Linked DNA regions of Sus scrofa: regions 1 and 3 are each linked to region 2. The links are chromatin contacts, called in public Hi-C and HiChIP or PLAC-seq maps. All regions are on one chromosome and are shown on one strand. Each heading gives the region's core, a stretch centred on a gene start, on an enhancer-like site or on the middle of the called end of the contact. The rest is flanking DNA. Distances are from core to core; before and after follow the strand shown. Region 1 overlaps CDH13 (cadherin 13, H-cadherin (heart)). Region 2 overlaps CDH13 (cadherin 13, H-cadherin (heart)). Region 3 overlaps CDH13 (cadherin 13, H-cadherin (heart)).

Evidence for each region. A called contact is a pair of places that touch in the nucleus more often than the background predicts. HiChIP or PLAC-seq counts read pairs in DNA pulled down with a chosen protein or histone mark.
Region 1: an H3K27ac HiChIP or PLAC-seq map of skeletal muscle shows a contact between it and region 2. The contact joins two enhancer-like sites. A contact is called at or near these places in 1 of 47 Hi-C or Micro-C datasets (embryonic fibroblasts) and 1 of 2 datasets of contacts at active chromatin or transcription factors (skeletal muscle).
Region 3: a contact with region 2 is called in a Hi-C map of skeletal muscle, with 2.9 times the contacts expected there. The contact joins two enhancer-like sites. A contact is called at or near these places in 1 of 47 Hi-C or Micro-C datasets (skeletal muscle) and 1 of 2 datasets of contacts at active chromatin or transcription factors (skeletal muscle).

Annotation. Positions count from the first base shown.
Region 1 is chr6:5,643,556-5,646,922 of Sscrofa11.1, forward strand. All of the region lies in intron 1 of CDH13 (cadherin 13, H-cadherin (heart)), which reads right to left. Among named protein-coding and RNA genes, the nearest start is that of CDH13, 190 kb to the right of the region's middle. Within about 2 kb of position 1,601, at least 1 of the 83 cell types and tissues checked has an H3K27ac peak or open chromatin away from gene starts, as enhancers often do. A contact at or near this core is called in skeletal muscle, where this site is marked.
Region 2 is chr6:5,811,072-5,814,794 of Sscrofa11.1, forward strand. All of the region lies in intron 1 of CDH13 (cadherin 13, H-cadherin (heart)), which reads right to left. Among named protein-coding and RNA genes, the nearest start is that of CDH13, 19 kb to the right of the region's middle. Within about 2 kb of position 2,015, at least 3 of the 83 cell types and tissues checked have an H3K27ac peak or open chromatin away from gene starts, as enhancers often do. A contact at or near this core is called in skeletal muscle, where this site is marked.
Region 3 is chr6:5,620,260-5,623,987 of Sscrofa11.1, forward strand. All of the region lies in intron 1 of CDH13 (cadherin 13, H-cadherin (heart)), which reads right to left. Among named protein-coding and RNA genes, the nearest start is that of CDH13, 210 kb to the right of the region's middle. Within about 2 kb of position 2,087, at least 3 of the 83 cell types and tissues checked have an H3K27ac peak or open chromatin away from gene starts, as enhancers often do. A contact at or near this core is called in skeletal muscle, where this site is marked.

The DNA of each region.
Region 1 (3,367 bases), core at 351-2,850, 170 kb before region 2:
TTTTTGCACGTTCAGGACACTTATTTATGTTTTCAGTTTAGACATCTAGGAGCAGTATTATTTGGGGAGGGTCTTCCTTCCCTCCTAGACAGCAAGTTCCATGACTGTCTGCACTCACTGCTGTACCCTGGTGTCAGCCCTGCCTCGCCAAGGCTCTCAACAGAGACATGCAGAGGGGGCCCCTGCACAAGACCCAGCTTGGCGAGGCCACACAGAGCTCACCCAAGGCCAAGTTCACGGACCAACTCCAAGCCTGGGAAATTCAGTCATCTACCTTTCGTGGCCTCCTCATTAGTGTAAATTTAAAAAATAGCCTTATGCCAACACCATAAAGGTAATTTCCTCTTGGAAAGGACACTTGCTCATTTGCTTTAAACAGTCATTAATGTTCCAAATTTCCCCTCAGAATTTCATGTCAATGATCCTATGGGGAATTTGAAAGTAAAACCAGACAAATAACGATGTGAGGAAAATGTCAGATGAGAACGGTGAATGCATTACAGACCTTCAACTGATATCGTTGCTGTCGGAGTTCAAGGATTAAATAGTCATCAGTTTGCAGCCTTCCATGGGAGCCCATTTCTCCCTGACAGCAGGCAGTTGCCAGCTTGCCAATAAAGATTGTGTCTACAGTAATTGATGACTTTATCTAATGAGGAGATCTCGGTCTAAAAGTCATAAGGCTCACCCCTCATCAGTAAATGCAGGTCCCAGGGACTTACTCGGAAAGACTTTGCAAGAAAAGGGGCAGCCTTCTTCAAATGAATAAAGATAATCTACCTTATGACTGCAGCCAGGATAGGTGCTCACAGGCTATTAAAAAGGTGCAATATTCAGGACCATGCCCAGGAAACCTGGGGTATGAGTATAACATCCTTATTGAAGAATGCCTTTTCAGACCCCAATCTCTCGGGCTGATAAAGTGTGAGTCCCACATTCACACCACATTCACGCCTTCACATGCCTTTAGGAAGGACCCCTGGGAGTTTCCCCTTGTGACGCAGCGGTAATGAATCCCATCAGGATTCATGAAGATGCGGGTTGGATCCCTGGCCTCGCTCAGTGGGTTAAGGATCTGGCATTGCCATGAGCTGTGGTGTAGGTCACAGACACGGCTCGGATCCCGCATTGCCATGGCTGTGGCTGTGGCTGTGGCTGGTAACATCCATATGCTGCAGATGCGGTCCTAAAAAGTTGAAGAAAAAAAAAAAAAAAGGGAAGCTACCCTGATACCCTGATATAATGTCCACCCTTACTATCTCCCGTGCCTGTCACAGACCTGTCTCAAAGCAGATTATCAAAAAACACCTGTTGAAAAAAATGAATGGCTTATTTTCTACTTCCTAGGGCCCCAGGAATAATGGCAGTGTGGTTCTAGAAGCAGGAAACCCGGTTAGAAAGCAGTGAGATTCCCAAGAGCACCTTATGTAATCCTCCCCTCCCCCCACGGCAGATACAATTATCCCTGTTTTAAAGATGAAAGAACGGAGAGAAGCTGGTGACGTAGTCATCACATAAATGGCATGTACCGGGCAGGGCTAGGATGGACTTCTGGCCCCTCTAACTGCAGCATGCCCTCTTCTGAACCCTGTTGCTGTGACATTTCTCAGGCCATTTTCAACATGAGCCAGCTGCTCTTCCTACTACTCCAGCGTTTCAGCCCCCTTATTCTGTTCTACTTTGGCTATTCCCATGGCACTTGTCACCTTCTAATATACTCTGTAATTTACTTTCTTACCATTTGTATCATCTGTCTCTCTTGCTAGAATGTCAGTGCTACAAGCCTAGAGATCTCTGCCCTTTTTGTTCAGGGATGTATTCCAGGGGCCTCCAAAGTGCTTAGTCCATCCAGGGCACTCAAGAAGTATTGAGGGAAGAAGAAAAGAACAAGGGAAGAGAGAAAACAAGACGAGACGTGAGCTAGTGCCTCCACCCCCGATTCGGGGCTATCTGGTGCCTGCTCAGTGCCCCCCATGAAAGCATAGACCCTCTTTGCCCCTGTCTCTGGGCTGCAATCCTGCCAACACCAGGTGGCTAGAGATGGGAAAACGGAAGAGGCAGCTGAGGAGTTAAGGTCTTTGCCCCTTTGGGACAGCTCTGGGACAGAAAGGAAGGAGGAGCAGGGGGAGGCAGGGAGTTTAGGAGCTTTTTGCAGCATGAAAGCAATAGGACTTCATGAGTCCTTGGTACATTGCTCCTCACAGATTAACTCTAGGAGTTCCCGTCGTGGAGCAGTGGTTATCAAATCCAACTAGGAACCCTGAGGTTTCGGGTTTGATCCCTGGCCTTGCTCAGTGGGTTGAGGATCTGGTGCTGCCGTGAGCTGTGGTGTAGGTTGCAGACGTGGCTCGGATCCCGCATTGCTGTGGCTGTGGTGTAGGCTGGCGGCTGCAGCTCCAATTCAACCCCTAGCCTGGGAACCTCCATATGCCACGGGTGCAGCCCTAAAATAGACAAAAAGACCAAAAAAAAAAAAAAAAGAAAAAACCCACAAAAAACTAATTAACTCTAAAACATGTTGACTTGGGAACCAGCATTTGAGACTTGAATCTGCATCACTGTTCCTGACTGGGGGCTACAAAGGTTCAATGTCTCCTTTTTCTGGAAAGTTAAGTGAAAGCTCCCTTCATGCTTAGCAAGATAAGATACGTTATCCGAATACTTTAGATCAATTGACTGTTTTTGTAGTGGGGGTGGGGTTACTCATCCAGCAATCAGGAGATGACTTTGTGGTAATAAAAACACCCTAAACAATGAAACCTATCCATTTTCTGTGAAGACTATGCTTTTCTCTCTCTCTCTCTCTCTCTCTCTCTCTCTCGTGTGCGTGCGCACGTAAAACTCAATCTTATATTTTTTAGTCGTGAATAAACAGGAACAATCACACATGCCCAGTGGTTTTGCTGAGAGAATATCCACACAATCCTTGACAGCACCTCCTGGCAAGGCAGCAGTTCGTGTTATTGATCCTTGGAAAGGGCTCAGAGGGGAGAAGTTTCTGCCGTTGCAAATGCTTTCTAAAAGCATAACTCATTTCACCTTTAACCATGTTTTCTTCCTTGGTCAAAGTTAGGACACCACCAATAGCAGACTTGTTTTCTGTGTTCAAGTGCATGAATATGCAAATGCAGTGGCAGAGAGAGAGAGAGCCATCTTCAGAGACCTGCCGTAGACTGCTTGCATGAAGCAGAAAGATGCCTTCGGCCAGATCTGGGATACCACAGCTGCCTTTCTTTGTAAAATGCCCCCTTTTCTGTGGGTATTTAGCCAGTTGTTTTGAACATTTTAGGCACATCCCAAAGGCCAACAGTGACTATCTTGTAATGATACCATAAACTTTTTTTCTTTTTTTCTTTTGTTTTTGGTC
Region 2 (3,723 bases), core at 765-3,264:
TGGCAGAATCTAGCACTTTCCTCAGCCCTGCCTTCTTTACCTTCTAAGATATCTGCAAGTTCCTTCTTGAAATCCCCTATTTCCTACTTTGACATTATAACACCCTGTATTTCATCCCCCTTATGTGGTTACCATCCATTTGTCCATCATCCATCCATCCATCCAGTTCACATGACAATTATCTAAGCTCGGATTCTCTGTAAACTTGGACAAATGCTTTTACTTCTCTGATCTTCTATTACTTCCCTTGTGAAGCAGAAACATCAGGAACATAGCTTATAGCACTACTGTTAGGTTTAAACAAGGCACCAGATGTAAGGAAACCTGGCTTAAGTGGGTGCTCAACCTTTAGTTATGGCTCAACTGCTAATTTTCTCCCACTCAGTCCAATTTAAAATCTTGGGATTATTTCTGGCACTTTTTTATTTCTTACCCATCAGCCATTCACCACCAAGCCTCTAAAACTGGCCCTCTCTTTTCCACACATCTTTGACCTTTTTAGCTCATAAGCTGGACTTCTTGCCTTGGGTTTTTCCTGGACCCAATCCATCTTCCACTCCACCCCCAGATGAAATTCTCTGAAATGTTATTTTCCATTATGTTATTCCCTCTTCAAAACCTCCAGGATCTCCATCGCCTACTTTTTCTTCAATTTTTATCTTCTTTTTCAAATTCATTATATTTTTCATTATAAATGTAATATACACACATCAATGGAGATTTGTAAAATAGAGGGGAAAAAAATCACTCAGAAACCCATAACACAAACAAAATTGCAGTTCACATTTTGAAAAATAGCCTCAGAAGCCACCCCCATTTTCCATATACAGAACCTTTTTTTGTTGTTTAGTAAGAATCCTAATCCAAAGCCATCCTTCTGTTTCAGAATTCATTTTTTCACTTATATGAATTTTCCATGTCATCACTGTCCTCATAGCCTCCCTCTTTCATGCCTGTGTAATATTCCATTGAGTCACGTAACCATGTCATCACCTTCTTCATAATCTCCCTCTTTTTCATGCCTGTGTAATATATCATTAAGTTGCTTAACCAGTTTCCATTTACTAGAAATTTAACTTATTTTTCAAGCACTTTGGAGAGCCAGGCACATGGCAAACACTCAGTAAATGCTGGCTACTGTTATTATTTCCAATTTGTTCTATCACGTATAATTCAAAAAATTTCTGTACATCTCTTTCTGTATTTAGCTCTGTTTCTTTAACTTCTCAGATGTAGATGACTGGCCCAAAGGGTATTACTGTTTTTATGCCTTTTGTTACTAATACAGCAGATGCTGAAGGCTTCCCACCCCAGGCCTATATCCCTTCTCGCTTTTCAGTACAGGGTTGACCCAACTTCCACGGCAAGAATCTATACCTCCTTCTGAGGGCTTTCTCTGGGACCAGAGTCCACACTCAGCAATTCAGTAGTTCTCAAAACCCATGCCACCTGGGGAAGGCCCAAAATAATGCCCACCCAGGTTTGTGGCATAAAGTGTGAAGCTCCCATGCCCCTCAGGTGGAATAACTCTGAGGTATTCCACACTGGCTCCCAATGGTCCCTGAGCACCTGCACTGGCAAGGGGCTGAATGACAGACCTTTGACATTGACTGTAAGCCCTCTCCTCCCCACGGATTACCTCCCAATAACTGAACTGCACTCAAACTCTCTGCTTAGAATCCACTTTGAGGGAACTCAGACTGAGACTGTGACACTTACAAACAAGCAACAACCATGGTCTGCTAAATCCTGTCTGTGCACCTCCTCGGAGATCCAACTTCCATTTTGCAAGACCTCATGGTTTGCTTGTTGTCTTGAATCCATATCCATGTCGTATCAGACAGACGTCTTTGCCCTGCCTCCAGAGGCCTGGCCACTGAGGCACAGAGAGATTAAGCAACTTGGCCATGGCTGCAAAGCTCTGCAGTGGCGTCATTCCACCTTCCCCCAAGGCCTGAACTCTTAACCCACATGGTGTACTGCCAGGCACCGCCCTATAGATAGTAGGATCCTTTGGTTAAAATAACACTGATCCTATTAATAGCTGCCATTCCTGTAGCACTGATCCAATTTCACACTGTGTTCACATTCACTGTCACCCAGAACAACCCTCTTGAGGCCCCCAAACATGCGATGAGTATTTCTACCTCAAATCTGGACTGCGCGTCCCTTCTCCTTCCCTGGCTGGCTAAATTCTACGTCTCCCGCCTTGGTCTTGATCTCGCACTATTTTCTTCTTAGCCCATGTCCACCACCGACCTTCCTAACTCTCCCTCTGACTCAGTTTCCTCCTGTGTAGATGGGGACAATGGTAAGACCTCCTAAGATTGTTGAACGAAAGCAACCGGCGCAGAGCATGCGTCCTCCAAGCAGGTGATGAATGACATCTACGCGTACGACCAACTTGACCTCCTGTAACCCCTCCTCCCACCGTGTTCTAGCCCCCAGCTGACCTCCATTTCTTCGCCTCACATTTCACAGACCATTTCTTCACTAGTAAATTAAATGTCATGTGTTTTAGGCATCAGAAAAAATTATCCAAAGCTTGCAAACTAGGCCAAAATGACTGATGGCAATTCTGTGAATATCATTCAGGGACAAAGGCCATGGGAAGACGTTAGGAGTGGTTTCATAGTGTATCCCATTGTTTTCTCTGGATTGAAAGCTCCAGACTTAGAGTAGTTGCCAGTCACTTGTCAATTTTTTTGTCCAAGGAGCATGCAAATAATTTCTGTCTAACATAACAGATAATCCCAAGATTTAGGCATGCTGCACATTAACTAGTTCTTTATCTCAACGATCTCTTCCTAACATTTCAGTGCTAAATTCCTCGTAACTACCCTAGCTTCCTAATGACCTTCTGAAGCCATCACTGGATCTTACTAGTTTCCTCAAAAATTAATAAATTATGGTTATATTTTACCCACAGTCATGGTTTCACCTTTTGAAAAATTATACATGTCTGGTAGCTTGCTACCAGTTATTTTTTCATAGACCCAAGACTGCATTCTGGCTTCCAGTAATAATGAGATGGGGTAGAGATAAAAACTTCTGAGTGTGTTGGGAGAGTATGAAACTCTGCATTTAGACCAGGTTTTCTCACCTCATAGTACTGACATTTGAGTCAGCGTAAGCCTGTAGGGTAGGGGGCTGTTCTGTGCATTGTAGAATATTGAACAACCTCCCTGCCCTCTATCCACTAGATGCCTGAGGCATCCCCTCCCCTATCTGTAACAACCAAACATGTCCCAGACCTCCCCACGTGACTCTTGGAAGCTACAGTGGTCCCCAGCTGAGAACCACAGGTGTAGACTAAACTTCACAAGTAAGAATCATGGGCAGATATCAGATGGATCAGCACAAATTCACAAGGGCACAATGGCTGCAGATTTAGCTGGCACTGGGCTCTTCTTATGGACCCAGAAGTGTCACTGTCATTTTATTATTCTTCCCCCAGGCCTGTAATCTCCTCAACATCAGCATCTGCAACATCTGGGTCTGTTTGGTTCACCTTGGAATACTTAATGCCATGACAGAACTTAGAATTTAGAAGATGCCAACAGTGACTACTGCTTAGTAAATGTAATAAGTAAGGCATATTTGAATATACATGTATTTACGTGTATATACATATATGTCAAGTGTGTATATACATGTGTATATGTGTATGCACTGTGGGTATCCTTGTATATGTTATATAGGTATAATACATTCTGAGTATAA
Region 3 (3,728 bases), core at 837-3,336, 190 kb before region 2:
TATTTATATATTTATTTATGACTATTAATCTGCCATGAGAAACAAAGAAGGAAAACCTGCCATTTTCCACAATCTGGATGGAACTAGAGGGCATTATGCTGTGTGGAATAAGCCAGACAGTGGAATAAGACAAACGCTGCATAGTATCACATATATGTGGAATGTAAAAAAAAAACAACAGTCAAACTCATAGAATGAATAGAAAAGTACTGTTTGGAGGCTTGAGTGTGGGGAAAATAGAGAGATGTCGTTTGGTGGCGGTTCTCTCTGAGGGTGGAACTCAGATGTTCTCACGCACAAAAAGAGAAGGGATAGGTATGTGAGATGATGGATGTGTTAACCAACTGGATGGGGCGGGGATCCTTCCAATGTGCATGTGTGTCAGGTCACTCTTTCAAGTGCTTAGAATTTTATCAGTTACACCTCAATAAAGCTGAAATAACTACAGCTATCTATCTATCTATCTATCTATCTATCTATCTATCTATCTATCTATATCTCCAAGAGAACGTCACCCCACAATCACCCACATTCCTGGCAACATTTCCCTGAAATCAGAAAAATCAAAACGGAGACTCCACTGATGGTCAGTAGTTACATATCTAGGCCGGTTGTTGTGTCAATTTAACAACTAACTCTGACCTTTTCTTGCTCAGAAATAATTATCAGATCCAGCCTGGCCTTGCTGTGAAGTGGAACATTTTATTCTAACCGTGCAGCTCTCAACACTTTCTTCTCTACCAGACGTTAGACAAGATGTCAGATGTGTCATCACACTGGAAGGTTTTTATTAATTATCTTTCAGAGGCAAAGTCCTTTTTGTAATTTATTTTTTCACACCAGGAAAATTCTTCTATTGAACTTAATGTCTATCTTATTAAATTATTTTTTTCTTCTAAAGTTTCTCACTTTGAAAAGTTCCAGAAGAAAAGAAATAAACCCAGCAAAAACTGGTGTCAGTCAAGGAATTTGGGTGTTAAGCAGAACCCCTCATAGCCTCCATTGGCATAGACTATAATATGCATCTTTCTTTAAAATCGAACTGACTAATTAAGGTACAGTAAGAAAAGTTTCTCCAAATTCTCACCTGCCTGAGTCTGAATGAATTACAATGACTGTTCCTTACATGCCAGTTAACCATATTCCCAAGGACTCATTCATTGATAAGTAACTTTTATTGAGTGCTTATTATGCGTCAATACTAAGACAGACAAAAATGAGTGAAACAAAGCCCCTGTTTTAGGAACTCAGAGTACAATAGGAAGGATTGAAGCCTCCATATGCCGCGGGTGTGGCCCTAAAAGGAAAAAGGACAAAATAAAAAAAATTAAAAAAAGGAAGGATTAATATGTAGATACATACTTTACAAAACACAACTATAAGAATGGAGTATAACATAGTAGAAAAATTAAAAAAAAAAAAAGAACAGAACTCAGCGTTGGGGTATGGGGTGGGAATAAAGTCACTAGGAAACCACTGTCCTAGACATCAATTTGGTTGTTGCTTATTTATCTTTATGTTTTAAACAGAAGATGCACAGAAGGAAGGACTGGAAATACCATCATCCCTGAACTCCCTCTTCAGAGCTGCTACTCACTAGGACTCAGACGTCTCAAGTGGAAAACATGAAAGAATTCCCAATGATGAAAAAATTCCTAACATCTTTGAAAACAACTTTATTTTTTTAAAAGGCAAGAATTCTTGAGAAGATCGGAACTAGAAAATAATCTAAGATGCAACTTTTTTCTGCTCTGTATTTCCAGAGTGGCAACCAATACAGTAATATAATGTCTAAGTGGAAGACAACGGGGTCTCAGGTTTCAAGGGAGAAAGAGGGGGGGCCTTCCAGCGATGAGGAACACCGAGGGGAATCCTGGTAAGTGCTCAACAGCCAGCTCCCCAAGAAAGAAAGGCCTTGATGTGCACTGTTTGCCACTTTCCATGGTGTTAATACTCCCACCATGGCCTATTTGGAGCTACCAACATGAAGTCCCTGGACGCAGAGGTGGGAAGAGACATGCACAGTTGGCTCTTATGAGCTGAGCAGCTCCAGCCCAGCACTGGGTGTGCCAGTTCCGGATCATGGGTCACTGGGGCCAAGAACTTGCCTGGACTTGCCTGGATTTTGGCAGGGCCTTTACAACATGAACCATCATGACACCAAGGTGACATTTTATAGTCAAGGATGGGCTTACATTACACATGAATTAAAATGGCCTGGAAAACCCTAACTAATAGAGCAAAATGGCCCACCACAGTTTGATTTTACAGGAAGAGAAGATACAATGAATCCTTGATTCATGACCATGTGTTATTTAAATATTGCTTTTGATCTTTTATCCAGAATCCTAGCTCAAATGATCAGAGATCATCCTGTCTTCTGACATAATTAGGGAGCTGCTGCTTGGCTAAGCTGGAGGATAATCAATTTGACCTTGAAAGTTTGTCTATAGTCAGGACACAGACATGGTCAGGGCACAGACATGGCGGCCAGAGTAGTGTCTCCCTTGTTACGCAAACATCACCTACAGACTTAGTTCAAGGACAAATGAGCTCTAACAGAGAGGGTGCAGATTATGACGGCCAGCAGGCCCCACATGGCCACTATATTTGTTAATGGCCTTTAGTTCATGGATTAATTGCTAACACTTAAATATCAAGGATTTTCGTTAAGTACCTGGGTTTGACACAGCCCTGGGATTGGAGTCAGACAGAACAACACTCCACGCGGGGGAAGGATAGCCTCCTGATGGGCAGAACTTCATCTGCCTTTTGTTTTCCCAGTTGTGCTCTTACTTTTCCTAAATTAAATTTAAAAGTGATTTTTGGTTTGCATTCATGTCTTAGATGCGCTTTCCATATGCCCAGGCCTATTTATTCTTTTCCGTTACTTTCCTGGGCTCCCCGAGAACCTGAGCTTTCCATTCTTCATCCACTAATATTCCTTGAGAAAAGGTCTCCCTTGAATGGGTTGCAGAGGAGTCACCTGTGTTGCAGTGAAACTACAGCCACCATAAAAAAGTCTCCAATATTCTCCTCGTGAAAGCGCCTCCATATTTACTATCATCTCTGTTCCAGGGAGCTGCATCAGCCTGGCCTGTTACTCAAGTTCACATTTTTTCAGAGCACCAGGCCCTCCTCTTAGCCCTCTTGTTCAAGGGTACAGACACTACAGGGTAATAAAAGTGGCTTATTGCTGGTTTCCAAAGACTGAGGCCTTCCCCTCCCTCAGGCTCACGGCAGTGTCAAATGATCACCTCCTCTCCAACCTCTGCAATGAGCAGGAGGCGTCTCCCACCTGCTTCTCACCAAAAACAAACAAAAAAAGCATATCTAGATCTACACACACTAAGTGGCAAACTCCCTCATGATCATTACAGCATCACGTTTAGGTGTAGATGAGCCAGTCTCTAGTCCCCATCGGGCAACTCTGCATCGGGTTTGGGACTGAGAAGAAAAGAAACATCTGAGTGGAAATAGTTTGAAAAGGACCTTATATTTTTTTTCTCACATCTTATTTGAGTCCCAAAGTTCAATTACCTGAAGTTTCATGAAATCAGTTCTTGGGATATTTTCCGTTCAAGCTGGATTAATGCAATAGTCAAAGTTTCTGCAAATCCTACTACTCTTTCAAAGTAAGTTTGAATCTTCTAATGGAAAAGTCAGTATATCTTCCTGGTAGTAAAACTTGGAGAAGTGATTTTATTCACAAATTATACCATGTAAAA